Regions from separate parts of the Gossypium arboreum genome. Here region 1 is linked to region 2. The links are chromatin contacts, called in public Hi-C maps. All regions are on one chromosome and are shown on one strand. The core of a region is the stretch at or near the end of the contact, and the rest is flanking DNA. Distances in the headings are between cores, read along the strand shown.

The links. A called contact is a pair of places that touch in the nucleus more often than the background predicts.
Region 1: a contact with region 2 is called in a Hi-C map of leaf, with 3 times the contacts expected there. The contact joins the promoter of LOC108464976 here to the enhancer-like site in region 2. A contact is called at or near these places in 2 of 5 Hi-C or Micro-C datasets (both in leaf).

Annotation. Positions count from the first base shown.
Region 1 is chr1:24,211,037-24,218,117 of ASM2569848v2, forward strand. LOC108464976 (putative phospholipid-transporting ATPase 9) reads left to right here and starts at 2,646. Exons shown (of 11, transcript XM_053027986.1): 1 at 2,646-4,078; 2 at 4,785-6,136; 3 at 6,284-6,394; 4 at 6,651-6,927; 5 at 7,056-7,081. The coding sequence starts at 3,686.
Region 2 is chr1:24,172,459-24,179,625 of ASM2569848v2, forward strand. No RefSeq gene overlaps it. Among protein-coding and RNA genes, the nearest start is that of LOC108464975, 24 kb to the left of the region's middle. Within about 2 kb of position 3,988, at least 1 of the 2 cell types and tissues checked has an H3K27ac peak or open chromatin away from gene starts, as enhancers often do. A contact at or near this core is called in leaf, where this site is marked.

The DNA.
Region 1 (7,081 bases), core at 1,396-3,895, 37 kb after region 2:
TAGAAGTTTGATTGTTGTTGAGTTTATACATGTTTCTAGATATTTATATGAATTACATAACTAACATGGTTGATGAGGATATGTGCCTAGGCTTTGGCCAAATTGAGTTTGGATATGCTTTGTTTGCTTACCTTAAATGTGACTAAATGGTAAGTTAATTTCTTTGTTATACGAACTTACTAAGCTTAAAAGCTTACTCTGTGTTATTTTTCGTGTCTTATAGTGATTCGGAAGCTCGTTCGGGTTGGAAGTTTGTCAGAGCTATATCACACTATCTATCTGCTCTTTTGGTACATTTGGTTATCTAATTTTGGTTATAATGGCATGTATAGGTTATTTTGGCTAATGATAGCCTACATGTTTTGTCATGTTTTTAGCAATTTGATTTGGCTTGTGTTTTGGTGTATTTTGTTATGTATATATATAAATGGCCTTATCACGTTTGATGTGTGGTTTGGTATGATGTAAATTGGTTTATGTTTGATGGATGAAATTTAAATGGTAGTTGAATATACATATGAATATGTATTATAATTTGGAGTGATTTAGTACTTGTTGTAGAAAGCACATATGTATAATGATGTTAGTTTTTAAATGATTTATCTGGTGAATTGGTATTTTGGGTACCAAATGGTTGAGCTTGATAAGTGACCTATATATTAAGTTTTGGGTAAAATTATTCATATATTTATTTGGCCATTTAGGTAAGTTTGGATACATGGTTGACATGTTTTTAAGTTTTCATTTGAGGTGCCTACGGGCATGTTGGTCGTATTCGATGATATTACATGTTTTAAGCTTGATTTTGGTTGGTTTTGGATGCCTATTTATGACTTGGTTATATGCACATTGTTGTGTTTAGGTTGGTACCAATTTGGGTGAGAAATATGGCTTGGAAAATGACCTATTTTTATCCACACAAGCATATGTCTCAGCCGTGTGTCACACACGGCTAAGTGACACAGCTGTGTGTGACATACGGCCAGGTGACACGGTCGTGTGTCCCCTATATCTTTTAAAAGAGTAAGTCAGTATGCTCATATGGCTTAGCACACAGGCGTGTGGCTTGGCCGTGTGGCACAAGTCAGAGAGTTACACGGGCACGAACACGGGCTGGGACACGGCCGTGTGTCCCTATTTCGAATGCTCACATGGCCTAAGACATGGGCTTGTCTCTTGGTCGTGTGAGTCACACGGCCTGACCACACGGCTGTGTGACCCCGTTTTGAAAATTATATAAGTTTCTGAAAAATTCTCTGAATTTTCCAATTTAGTCCAGATTTGTTTCTAAGGTGTATTTTAAGCCTCGAGGGCTCGTATTAGGGACAATATGTATAAATTTGATTGGTTTTTTTTACATGAATGCTAAATGATATGAAATGTTTAAGATTTCTATCTGTCTAATCTGTAAATTTGGTAATGCTTTGTAACCCTGTTCCAGCGATAGATACGGGTCAGGGGTGTTACATTTTATCTGCAAAGTTGTTGTGTATTCACAATTACTAGCAGCATATTAGCTTGCAAACACTTGTGGTTTATCCACAACTTATACTGGCAGCTATTATCTGTAAATCCGTTGTGTATTCACAACTGCTGGCAGCGTATTAACCTCCAATTCTGGTGGTTTATCCACAAACTGGAGTGTCCGGAATATAAGAGTTTTGGGAAACTCTAACTCTGGAGTGTAATAGTGGGGCAGAACCTGTTTATACTGTTAAATTGAAATTGCTATGTATTGCATCATCACACATAAACATGTTCGAATGAACTATCACTTTCATCTATGCTATGAGATTGCTAATAAAATGTATAATGTTATTACATATGCTTGGATTACTATTTGACACTGATTTACTTGTGATGGAACTCACACTGATATCTGGAGGGTTTTAACTCTATTTTCTAATATATTTTTAGATATATTATTTGATGTTTCATTATTCAGAGTTTGTATTATTATTTTATTCCGACTATGACATGTGATTTAGGATTTGAGTTTTATATTGCATTACACTTAATTTGATTTTAGGATAACAAGATATGTTTATTATTGAGTTATGCATGAATTTCTGATTTTTATTTAAAAACAACCACTTGTCACATTTCCACGGCTACATCTTAATTAAGGTTTTGAAGATTAATAAATTGGTAATTAACTAAGTTTTCTACTAAATTAAACACATATTTCGAAATGACTGTTTTTAAAACCGCGATAGCTAATTGAGTCACTTCGGTGGCTAATGTAATTTTCCGAATTAAGATCTAACGTTTAGGTTATGTTGGAGAGGTTACACGAGCAGTCTACCCAGTTAAAAATTAGAAATCCAAATTCCAAAAACCATCTAAAAGTTCCATCAATTTTTAATTTTTATTTTTCACCTCAATTAATCCACATCGGAATTTAAAATGCCAGATCTCCAACTTAACAACAACAATCTCAGTATGGATCATCTTGCTCATTTTTCTAATGGACAAGATCGTTTCTATAAAATTTTCAAGTAAAAGGACTGAAATGCAATACAAATACAGTACAGGGATTGATTTATAATTTTACCCCGAAATCTATCAAATCTTGTGTGTTTCACTTTTTCTTACAACACATTAAAACTGTCCTAATTTGTTTGGTTTGCTTGTTTTCCAAATACTTTTCCTTCATCCGCAAGGGGATGGAAGATACCAGAAAATGTCAATTTTATGTTTTTGTATCATATGTTCGACGAACAGTATACTTTTTCATGTATACAAAAGAAAAAATAAAAACAACAGTATCACTATCTAATCTGTTATAAACATAAATATCAGATAAGGAAGATTCTCAGCCTCTTCTCTGATTAAACTCTTTTTTCTTTGAGAAAATTCTCTTCTTTTGTTTGTCTTTTTAGTAAAAGGGTTTCTTTTTCTTTCTCACGTTTCCCTTACAATTTTGTTTTCCATTGACTTTCTGACTTGATAAACTCAAGTAATAATTGCTCGTCTATAATTATAACTGTTATTCAAATATTCTTTCTTTAGCTACAATTTTTAGCAGTGTTACACTATTGGGTACCTTTGAAAAACAAGTTCCTATCACATGATTCAAAGTTATTTTCTATTTTTATCTGGTTTCTCTTAAACTCTTTCATGGCATCTCTTCTTTTTTTTTTTTAATTTTTTTAAATTATCAATAATAATTTGTTTGGGTTTTAAATGAAATGCAAAAAAGTAGTTGGGTTATACTAAATGTGTTAAGGTTTGGTTTGTTTATTTCATCTGAAAGTCAAAGTTGAAACATGGCAGCCTGGTCCACAATCTCTACCAAAGATTAAACTAATTAAGATGAAAAAGAATTTGTGAACAATGTATGCTGTTTAAGTAAATACTTTGCTTCTCTCTTGTCATTTCTGGGGATCTTCATTTATGAAATGGGGTTCTTTTCTTCATCATTTTAGTGGTTCATATGGCTGCTTGCTAATGGTTTCAGATAGAGAGAGCTTCATTAACTTTTCTTTTCTTTTCTTTTTTTTTCCCATTTCTTTGCTTGTTCATAAATAGAATCCTTGTCTGATTGGTTCCTGGATCTTCTTTGCAGCTGGTTTCTGTTTCCAGAATCTTGCTTTATAACTTCATCTTCTTCTGAAGACTGCAAAAGTTTCTTGAATTTTAGTGTTTGGACCATTTGAATAGGATTAAATTTTGTGCAAAAGAAATGGCTGGTGGAAGGAGGAAAAAACAACATTTTAGCAGAATTCATGCTTTCACATGTGGGAAAGCATCTTTTAGAGGGGATCATTCATTGATTGGAGGCCCTGGTTTCTCTAGAGTAGTATATTGCAATGACCCTGAATGTTTTGAAGCAAGTTTGCTTAACCATGGTGGAAATTATGTTAGAAGTACAAAGTATACACTTGCAACGTTCTTCCCAAAATCATTGTTTGAGCAATTCAGGAGAGTTGCCAATTTCTATTTTCTAATCTGTGCTATACTGTCTTTTACACCACTCTCTCCATACTCACCTATCAGTAATGTTCTTCCATTAGTTGTTGTAATTGGAGCCACTATGGGAAAGGAGGCCGTCGAAGATTGGAAGCGAAAAAAGCAGGTAATTGACCGGCTTTGAGTTGAACGATAGTTTAGGATTATTGTGCTTCTGATTTTTGATGTTACAAATTTATATTCAGTTGCCGACAGTTCTTAGACTAAAATATGCTGTGATGTTCCTTTTTTTATGAATTATGGAGAATGTATGGTAGATTTCTGAAATTTCAGGTAGGCAACGTATATGTTGTTGGGTTTTTAGGATGAGATGTCAAAAATTTGTCTGTTCAGGACAGGATTTTTGGGAAAACATACTTCATAGGTGCAAATAGTTAACATATTTCATAGGAGGTTGCCTATAGCGGTTATCTTGCAGGTGAGACAGAGAAAGGTGCCGGTAGAGCAAAGCGGGTTGCCGATGTCTTAGAGATATGTCAATTTAGATGTAGTCGATCTATTGTCTATCTTGTTGAGGTGTTCAAGTCCCTTCAAATGATACTTTGCATAAAAAAATTGGTGTTACATACTGTATAATGGTTGAAAAATGTTTATGGTAGTGCTACTCAAATATGTATAAATTTTTGCTTCTTATGCACATTTCTGTAGAATTTCCTTCAAAAAAGAAAATTTGCTTCTTTAGTATGTGGGATTGATGCTATTCCTTTATGTCTCGCTTTCTCTATCTCCATTCTTCATTTTGTTTCTTTTTTATCTGGTTTTTTTAGTCTATGTTTCTCGGGTTTGTAAACCGGTTGTTGATGACATTGCAGGACATTGAAATGAATAACAGGAAAGTTAAAGTGCATCAAGGTGATGGTGGTTTTGAGCATACGAAATGGATGGATTTGAAAGTGGGGGATATAGTCAAGGTGGAGAAGGATGAATTCTTTCCTGCAGATCTTATTTTGCTGTCATCAAGTTATGAAGAAGCTATTTGCTATGTTGAAACGATGAACCTCGATGGGGAAACCAATTTGAAACTAAAACAAGCATTGGAAGCAACTTCAAGTCTGCATGAGGATTCGAGCTTTCAAAATTTTAAGGCTGTCATCAGATGTGAAGATCCGAATGCAAACTTATACTCTTTTGTTGGCAGTTTGGAGTTCAGAAAAGAACAATATCCACTATCTCCTCAGCAGCTTCTACTTAGGGACTCGAAATTACGGAACACAGATTATATTTTTGGTGCAGTTATCTTCACAGGACATGACACAAAGGTCATTCAAAATTCAACCGAACCTCCTTCTAAGAGAAGCAAGATTGAGAGGAGGATGGATAAGATTGTGTACGTTCTGTTTGCTTTGCTCGTTTTGCTGTCTGTTATTGGGTCGATTTTCTTTGGAATAGCAACTAGGGAGGACCTGGAAAATGGAAAAATGACAAGATGGTACCTTAGACCTGATGAGACCACAGTTTATTATGATCCGGAAAGAGCAACAGTTGCTGCAATTTTGCAATTTCTGACAGCCCTGATGTTGTATTCGTATTTGATTCCCATTTCCTTATATGTATCCATTGAAGTTGTCAAAGTTCTCCAGAGCATTTTCATCGACCAAGATCTACACATGTACTATGAAGAAGCAGACAAGCTGGCACGAGCTCGAACCTCGAATCTAAATGAAGAACTTGGTCAGGTTGATACAATACTTTCTGATAAAACCGGAACTTTGACTTGCAACTCAATGGAATTTATCAAATGTTCTGTAGCAGGAACATCTTATGGTCATGGAGTAACTGAAGTCGAAAGAGCTCTCGCTTGGAGAAAGGGTTCGCCTTTGGCCCAAGACGTGACAGAGGAAGAGGGACAAGTAGAGGAGTTTAAGAAAGAAAAGCCATCTGTCAAAGGGTTCAACTTTGTGGATGAAAGAATGATGAATGGGAATTGGATAAAAGAACCTCGAGCAGATGTAATCCAGAAGTTCTTACGACTATTGGCTGTCTGTCACACTGCAATACCTGAAGTGGATGAAGAAGCAGGAAGAACTTCATATGAGGCTGAATCACCAGATGAGGCAGCATTTGTCGTTGCTGCCAGAGAACTGGGATTTGAGTTCTATGAAAGGACACAAACAAGCATTTCATTCTACGAGTTCGATCCACTCTCCGGAGAAAAAGTTGAAAGGTTATAAACCTTAATAGCTAATAAACCATTTCCAAGGCCTTCCATTGCATCAACTGTAGCCGCAAGCAGAATACATAGGCTTTTGTGGCTAATGGTATTTTCATATATGTATTCAACATGATGGAACATTTCTATTCCCTTTTGCAGATCTTATAATCTATTGAACATCTTGGAATTTAGTAGCTCAAGAAAGCGGATGTCGGTGATTGTGAGGAATGAGGAGGGAAAGCTCCTGCTACTTTGTAAAGGTGCTGACAGGTTCGTAATCTGAAGCAGCCGTTTACTACCTAATAGGACTATTTAGAGTAATTTTAGTGATAATGATGAACATAGCACCAAAACTAACGACTAGGACGTCATTCTATCTCCAAGACTTAAAGGATGAATGTCAGGGAGGGGACAAGAAATGTGTAACTCCTGACTGGCTAAATTATGTTGCTCAGTAGTTCTTTCCAGTATCCAAATACTTGAAAAGAGATTATAATAAGCGCATTTTGTTTCTTTAATCAAGCAGTGTCATGTTTGAAAGACTTGCAAAGAATGGACAAGAATTTGCAGAGCAAACCAAGGAGCACATTGCAGAATATGCCGATGCCGGTTTGAGGACTTTGGTAATTGCATACCGTGAAATAGATGAGCAAGAATATGTCGAGTTCAATGAGCAGTTCACAGAAGCCAAGAACCTAGTGAGTGCTGATCGCGAAGAAATGATTGAGGAAGTTGCAGGAAAGATTGAGAGGGACTTGATTCTTCTTGGTGCTACAGCTGTTGAAGACAAACTTCAAAATGGGGTGAGTTTGAAAGCAACAAATATGACTTGTTCGTGTTTCATTTCATGTTCAAACGCTGGAGAATCAAGTCACTTTTAATACGAAATCTTTGGTTTTATATTGAGTATTTCGCCTTTCTTGCCGGACAGGTTCCTGAATGCATTGACAAACTCGC
Region 2 (7,167 bases), core at 2,738-5,237:
CAACACTTTTAAGGTAGAACTTAAAATTTTCAAACTTTTTTATTTTATGCAATATTGATTTTTGATGAACTATTGGGTTGATCTGTATTATATACTTTGTATTTTGTTGCAGGGGGTTTCCTATTCCTAAATATTTTCTTAAATTTTTACCTAAAATTCTTGCACACCAAGTGTTCGACAAAATTCTCAAACGAGATTTGTTTTGTGTTTCAGTTGAACTTTTGTGTTTAATTCTCTAGTTATGGCTCCTAAGAAAAGACCAAGAACTGGTGCATATCGTCTCATCAACCTAGTGGTTTTAGATCATCCTTTAACGAACGCTTTTGTACAGATGCTTTTCGTGAATGTTTTGATAAAAACTTTGCATCTAAAAGAGTTTGGGAGTCTCGGAAAGATGATATAGCCATGTTAGAGGGTATTAATTTTGGCTATCTTTCTATTTTGCAAAATTGGGGTTGGATGGATTTTCATAAAATTTCATCACCGACTGACTATAATCTTATTCGAGCATTTTTCTTTAATGCCAAACTCGAACACGATGAGTCCGGTGACACTGTCATAGCCATCACTTCATTTTTAATGAACACCCCTATACGTTTTACCTTAGAAGAGTTTGAAGATTATCTTTATTAGCCTTCCGAAGGTAATTTCGATGAAAAAGGACTTTTCAATCCTGCTCTTTTAATTCAGTCTGGATCAGCCTCCGAACTTAACCTTCATGATCGTGTCCTCCATTTAATCATAACTTGGATCTTATGCCCTATTAAGAAATATGCTAAGCTTCGAAACATTAATTATTGGTGGCTCGATTCTTTTTATACCAATAGGCATCCTAACCTAGCCCTCGTCATGTTTAATGACATAACTAAGGAAATCGAGAGGGGGATGAGCACAAGGACCACCCTTCCTCATGGCACTTATTTGTCATATCTCTTTAGGAGGTTAGGCATTATCACTCATGGAGACACCCCCGTTGCTTCAAACCAACCTATTAGTTATGAGGCACTTCGTCATATGATATATCATTTTGATGCCACCTCCAGTATGTGGGTTAAGAGTGATCAGCTGGTGGCAAATGAAGATGAAGACGTCGAAGGCGCTTTTGAAGACATTCTGACACTCGAGCATGTTCTTTCACTTGTACGTGCTCCTCCTCCGACTTCGTCCTCTCCAGTTGCTCAACCTTCGTTCGAGATTAATGGTGCCATCCTCGACGCTATCCATTTTTTGAGTAATGATATTTGAGGACTTAAAGATGAGGTTCGATCTCATAGGGATGAGGTTAACTCTAGGCTATCGATGTTAGAGATGCAAATGACATCTCTTTTTGCTCATTTTCCATCAAATCCTCCCTTCTCTCCCCATGATGACGCTTAGAGTAGATTTTTAAGTCTACATTTTCATATCATTATTCATCACATTTTCATTATTACTTTTGATTCATTTCCTATGTCTCTGGCTTCTTTTTGCACCTTATTTTTTTTAATTAAGTATTATAAGATGCTTTGGTTATTTTTATGTTAGTTCTCTATTTCTTCATGTTCATATATTTTTGAACTAACCATATTTTTCTCCTCCAGTTTTATTCGTCTTTTTTGATATAACAAAAAAAGAGAGAAGAAAAGGTAAATTGATTGATATTGTGCTAACCATATGCAAATTATGTGACCATTTTCATTAAAAGTAAAAATGAATGTCAAATTTTGAAAATGTATGTCAATTTTTATTTTGGCCTTAAATTCAAAAAGACTTTTATTAAGATGGAGCAAGATATTCAAAAACAAATTTATCAAAGGTTTTGTTATATCAAAAAGGGGGGAGATTGTTAAACCAAGCTTTATTTGAAAATATAACTTTATATAAGAAATTAAAGAGATTTTGAATAAAAGTTAAAATTAAACAAAATTAAGAAAATGATTTTTCAAAAGAAGTTTAAGAGATAAAATTTTCAATTCTTGCTTAGAAAATTTGTAAATCAATCTTAAAAACGAAGTATGAACTTTTTCAACTAGATAAACTGTTTTTTAAACAAGTCAGAATTGCTCTAGGCCAAAAAGTATCAATACTTATTTGACCAAAATCTCGATACCCCTTGAAACAAACAATACCAAATTGACATTCAGACTTTCACAAATTCAACTAAGTATCGATCCAGTATTGATACCTTTTATGTGGCATTGATATTTTAGCTCCAACGATCACTTAATTTAGCATGTATTACAAAAAAAATATCGATACATTTTTATTTGGTATCAATACTCGCTATTGCAGGTGTATTAAATGCTCTGGTTTTCACATCTTAATGGCTCTATTAACTACTACAACAACCCCAACAGTTGTAAATCAATTAAGGGGTATAAATACTAGCTTTTAAGGATCCTACAACAATAAAAAAACATATTCAAGCAAAAATCATCAATCAAACAACCTTTGTGCCCAATACTTTCATAATTTTCTTGTACACAGTTGTGAGTTTTTATTGTTGTTATTTAGCTCAAGTGTATTCTTGTTTATTTGTGCTTAATTGGCAAACATTCTAATCTTGTAATAATTATTTCTTTGTTTGCTTCTTTGTAATCCTTTGAGAAGGTTCGTGATCTTAAGGGAGTTGTAAGGTTAAACCTTGTCATTAAAAGTTGAACAAATTAGTGAATTTGCGAAAATCCTTAGTTACAGAAACTAAGGTAGTTGAGTAAATAATTGGGATCGAACCACTCTAAATTGTTGTGTTCATTGTTCTATCTTTTCTTTCTAGTTTTCTTAATTTTTAAAAAAGCTAATTCACCACCCTCTTGGGAATTTCGGTTTGATCAATCAAGCTAACACTCTTTAGCATCTTGAAGTCCAATTTTATGAACACTTCCCTGACGAGGTTCTTCGAGAACGATTCTTAATAAATTTGGTGGTACTCTTATCGAGACAAATCTCATATATACACTAAAGTACTACAAAATTGAAAATACGAAATCTATAACTAAAATAAGAGAAAAGAAAACACAATGAACAAGAATAGTTATGATAAAATAATATGATTTGTAAATAGGTTTATTAAAGGATATGTTATTTTTTATAAAATCTTTTTTTAAATTTTAATTTAATTACGATGGTCTAAAATATACATGCAAAAAAGTTTAGAACGAGCCTGTTAAAAGTTATGTTATATTAAGAATTTTATTCAAATTTATTATTATTTTAATATAATGTTTAGTATTATTGATAATTCTTTTAAATCTTTAAATAGGAAAATAAATCTATTTCAATGCTCTTGAATTAGTTTTTAATATAATGTCTAGTATTATTGATAATTCTTTTAAATCTTTAAATAGGAGAATAAATCTATTTCAACGCTTGAATCTATATCATTTTATATTGAGAAAAGAATTTATAAATAAAAATTAAAGTGAAATCGTGAAAAATTTTATGGTTGGGAGTTGCAAGCAAGCAATAATGAGTGACGTAGTTAAGTGCCTTAATTATTGATACCAATGCTGCTCAAAACTGTATTCAAGTTTGGGATCGGGATACCAAACACCCCCAACCAATTTACCTTTAAACATTTATTTATAAAAAGAAAAAAAAAAAAACCAATCAATCAATAACAAATTATCATTAAAATATGCATACCCTACTCTAATAAAAGTAGTAAATCCAAATAAAGGTGTTTGAGACTTTCAATTTTTAAAATCCTTTCTTTTATCATTAAATCAAAGTTATATCCACATAAACACTAATTTTTTTATATATATAAAAAGAAGTATTCATCAGTACTGATATTTTCTTTTCCTTATTTTAAGTCGCATTCTTTGCTAAACATATATCGAAATGCATCGGAAAATCATTATTCTAATTTATTTTATATTAAATTTCAAATATCATTTTAGAAATTGACAACACTTAATAATTGTCAAGATTTTGGCAACTGCAGAAGAATTGAAGTCAGCATGGTCGTGTCTATGGGGCTTGGTTTAAATCACATGGATGACCAATTCTACATCATTTATTGCACCTTTTTGTGGGCTTAAAGCAAGCAGACCCATGTGCTTTAATTACTATCTTTTTCTTACCTTTCTTTTAAATATTTCCGTAAATCATAAATCTCACTTTTTGTTTTACACCTCCTTCCCTCCCAAAATATGGACGGTGGGATCAATTTATTCGGTTGGATTATTTATTTAAAATTTTATAAAAAATAAAAAAAATATTTTAGAAAACAAAAGAAAATTGTTTCAATTATTATTTTTAATTTAGTTCAATTTGTCTCTATCTATTCAATGATTAATTAATTTAACTTTTATTTCTAGATCAGTACTTCGATCGGTTCTTAATCTAGTCTGTCTAATTTTGAAAATATTGTTTTTAATCGGTGGAATAACTTTTTCAATTCTATCAAGTCGAGCCAGCAAGTAATGAAGTTTGAAAATGTAATTAATCGTCATATTTCAACCTTAGAAGAGTAAATTTCGAACACGGTTGGTATTGCAATACCTTATTAAAGAAAAGAAAAATAAATAATGAGAGATAATGTAAAAGAGAAAAGGAAAATAAAAGAATTTAAAAAAATACTTCTTTAAGTTTCTATGACATGACGGTTTATTATTAATTGAAATTTTTTAAACTGATATAATATATTAGTGTAAAATGAATAATAAAAGAATAGTTTAAGTATCAATTGTAATAAAAGAAATTTAAATACTAACTTTAAAAATAATATAATTTAAGTATTAATTTATGGATTAAGAAATTTTCCTCATCTATTGTATCTCATAACAGTCACTGCCAAGCTACGCATTGAGTTCAAAGTTGTTCAACAAATTTGAGACCGAGAGGTAGCCTTGTGGAATGACATCCTAGCTCACCCCAAGTAACGAACTTTGGCATTTGTTTTGAAGAAAAAGGGGAATAGAGCAAGGAGGAGGATTGTTAGAAGCCTACTATTGCTACTATTGTGTTTTCTTTTATCTGCTTTTGATTGTTTCAGTTTTTATTTTTGAAGTGGCACAGTATCAATAGAAAGTGGCCACTTTTATCGTCTCTACTACAGCGTACTAACTTTTCATATTTGATTTGTCAAAAGAAAAAAAACTTTCCGTATTTGAATTTTACAATTAATTTAAACAAAATTTTTAGGCTTTGAATGGTGTTGATATTGTGACCAATCTAGTTAAAATAATTATTTTTAGAAATTAGATTAGCTTGGACCAAATAATTAAAGCTCTTGTATTGTGGAGAACTAATTGAGATTGCATTAATAATTTCTTTAGGAATGAATCTCAAACAATTCACTTTACATTGGTTTTAATTAGTATATTGTTTTTACTATTTTGTGGCTATTGTTATTAAGGGTTAAATTCTAATTTATCACTATTATGTTAACAAGTCTTGAAAACTTGTATACATTTTGTACAAGAGTATAAAAAGCACTTTATTATTTATTAAGGAATTTATTTTTAAGTGCATTTGAAGAGTTACAACTAAAATTCTCAAAGTAAGAATTTAGAGGTAATTGTTCTATTATTTAAGTATAAAATAAGATCTCTATACTAGAAGATAGATAGAGTTTAATTCACTTATTAATATTATGGACTAAAGATAGTATTCACTTTTTACTTGTTTATTGTGTTGACTCAATTTAAAAGCAATTAACAAAAATATTTTTTTTTTAAAAAAAATCTGGGGACTATTGCTTGGGTTTATGTATTTGGATTTCTAAGATGGATTGATTATTTTGATTTGTAGAAACCCTTATCTTCTTCTCTGGCTTTCTTAAAATTCCCCATATTTTTAGATCTTTTTTCTTGCATTTCTTTCCCAATGAACAAAAATAATCAAAATTAAAAGAGAAACCGCTTTTGAAGATTTGGGGAGAAGACATTTAGTAAATACAATTCTTTAATAAAAGTTATAATTAATATTAAATGATTTTAGAAAATACTGAAAGTATAAACTAAAAATCTTGAAATTAAAAAAAAACTAAAAATAAGACCAGCCAACAGGCAGTTTAAAATTTATTAAAAGTAGAGAAATAGAAATTTTAAAAAATCATAAATAAAAATTATAATTCTAAAATTTATGAAAGAAAACATTTAAAATCAAAACAATGAAACATAAAAAAAAAATCAAACAATTATAAACAAAATTCATATTAATTGTTGAACTCGTTGCTAATGTGTCATTACGTTATTTTTAATTTTATTTTGAATAACTCGTTTTCATAGTTTTAGAAATATAATTTTTATTTATGTTTGTTTAACTTTTATATACTTTAAATTATTTGCTGATGGCTATAAAATAAAATGATGTTATATTAGTAATGAAAAGTTAAGAGTCAGTTTGTTCCCAACAATCAAATAAGGGTCAAATCAAATAAATGTATAAAAATTAATAGCTAAATCTATTATCATGTCATGTATATAAAATACTAAAATAAGCATTTAATGGCACAATTTTAATGAATGGATTATTTTGCTCATTTATGTAATGTACAGGTGTAACACTCTCAACCCGTATTCGTCATCGGAATAGGTACGAGGCATTACTAGAGCTTATCGAATCATTATTAATTAGGAAAAAAAAAGTAAAACAAAGTAAACATGTAATATTTAATAAATTCGTATAACATGATAATTAACTTAACGCTTCTCTATATTCAACATAATTATGCAAAGCATAATTATTCGAATTAATCATGAGCCCTAATATCTATTCTTATCACATTGTTAGTCATATAATTCAAATAAATATCACGAAACATGTATGGGCTCAACTTTCATTAAATTTCTCATATGCATATACTTTTACACATCATTTATTCACATAACTTATAACAATCATATCTATGTATTTTAAATACGCTTTCATAACAATTTGTCTTGATTTAAGGCTATCTCACATTGGAGCTTTACTCATCAAATCATTTGAAATACTATCTTTATACAAATAGTACACTTGAGTTGCACAATTCTATAATTATGAACGAACACATTTATAAAATATATTCCATGTTCATATATCATAGTCTCATGTCTCCATATATTAAATATATAACCATCATTTTCTTATGTTTCAAATAAATACATATAATCATACATAAGCATGCCATTCACTATTTCTGCCTGTCTATCACAATTTCAAATGACAGATTCATGTGAATGAGCTCAATAATAACGA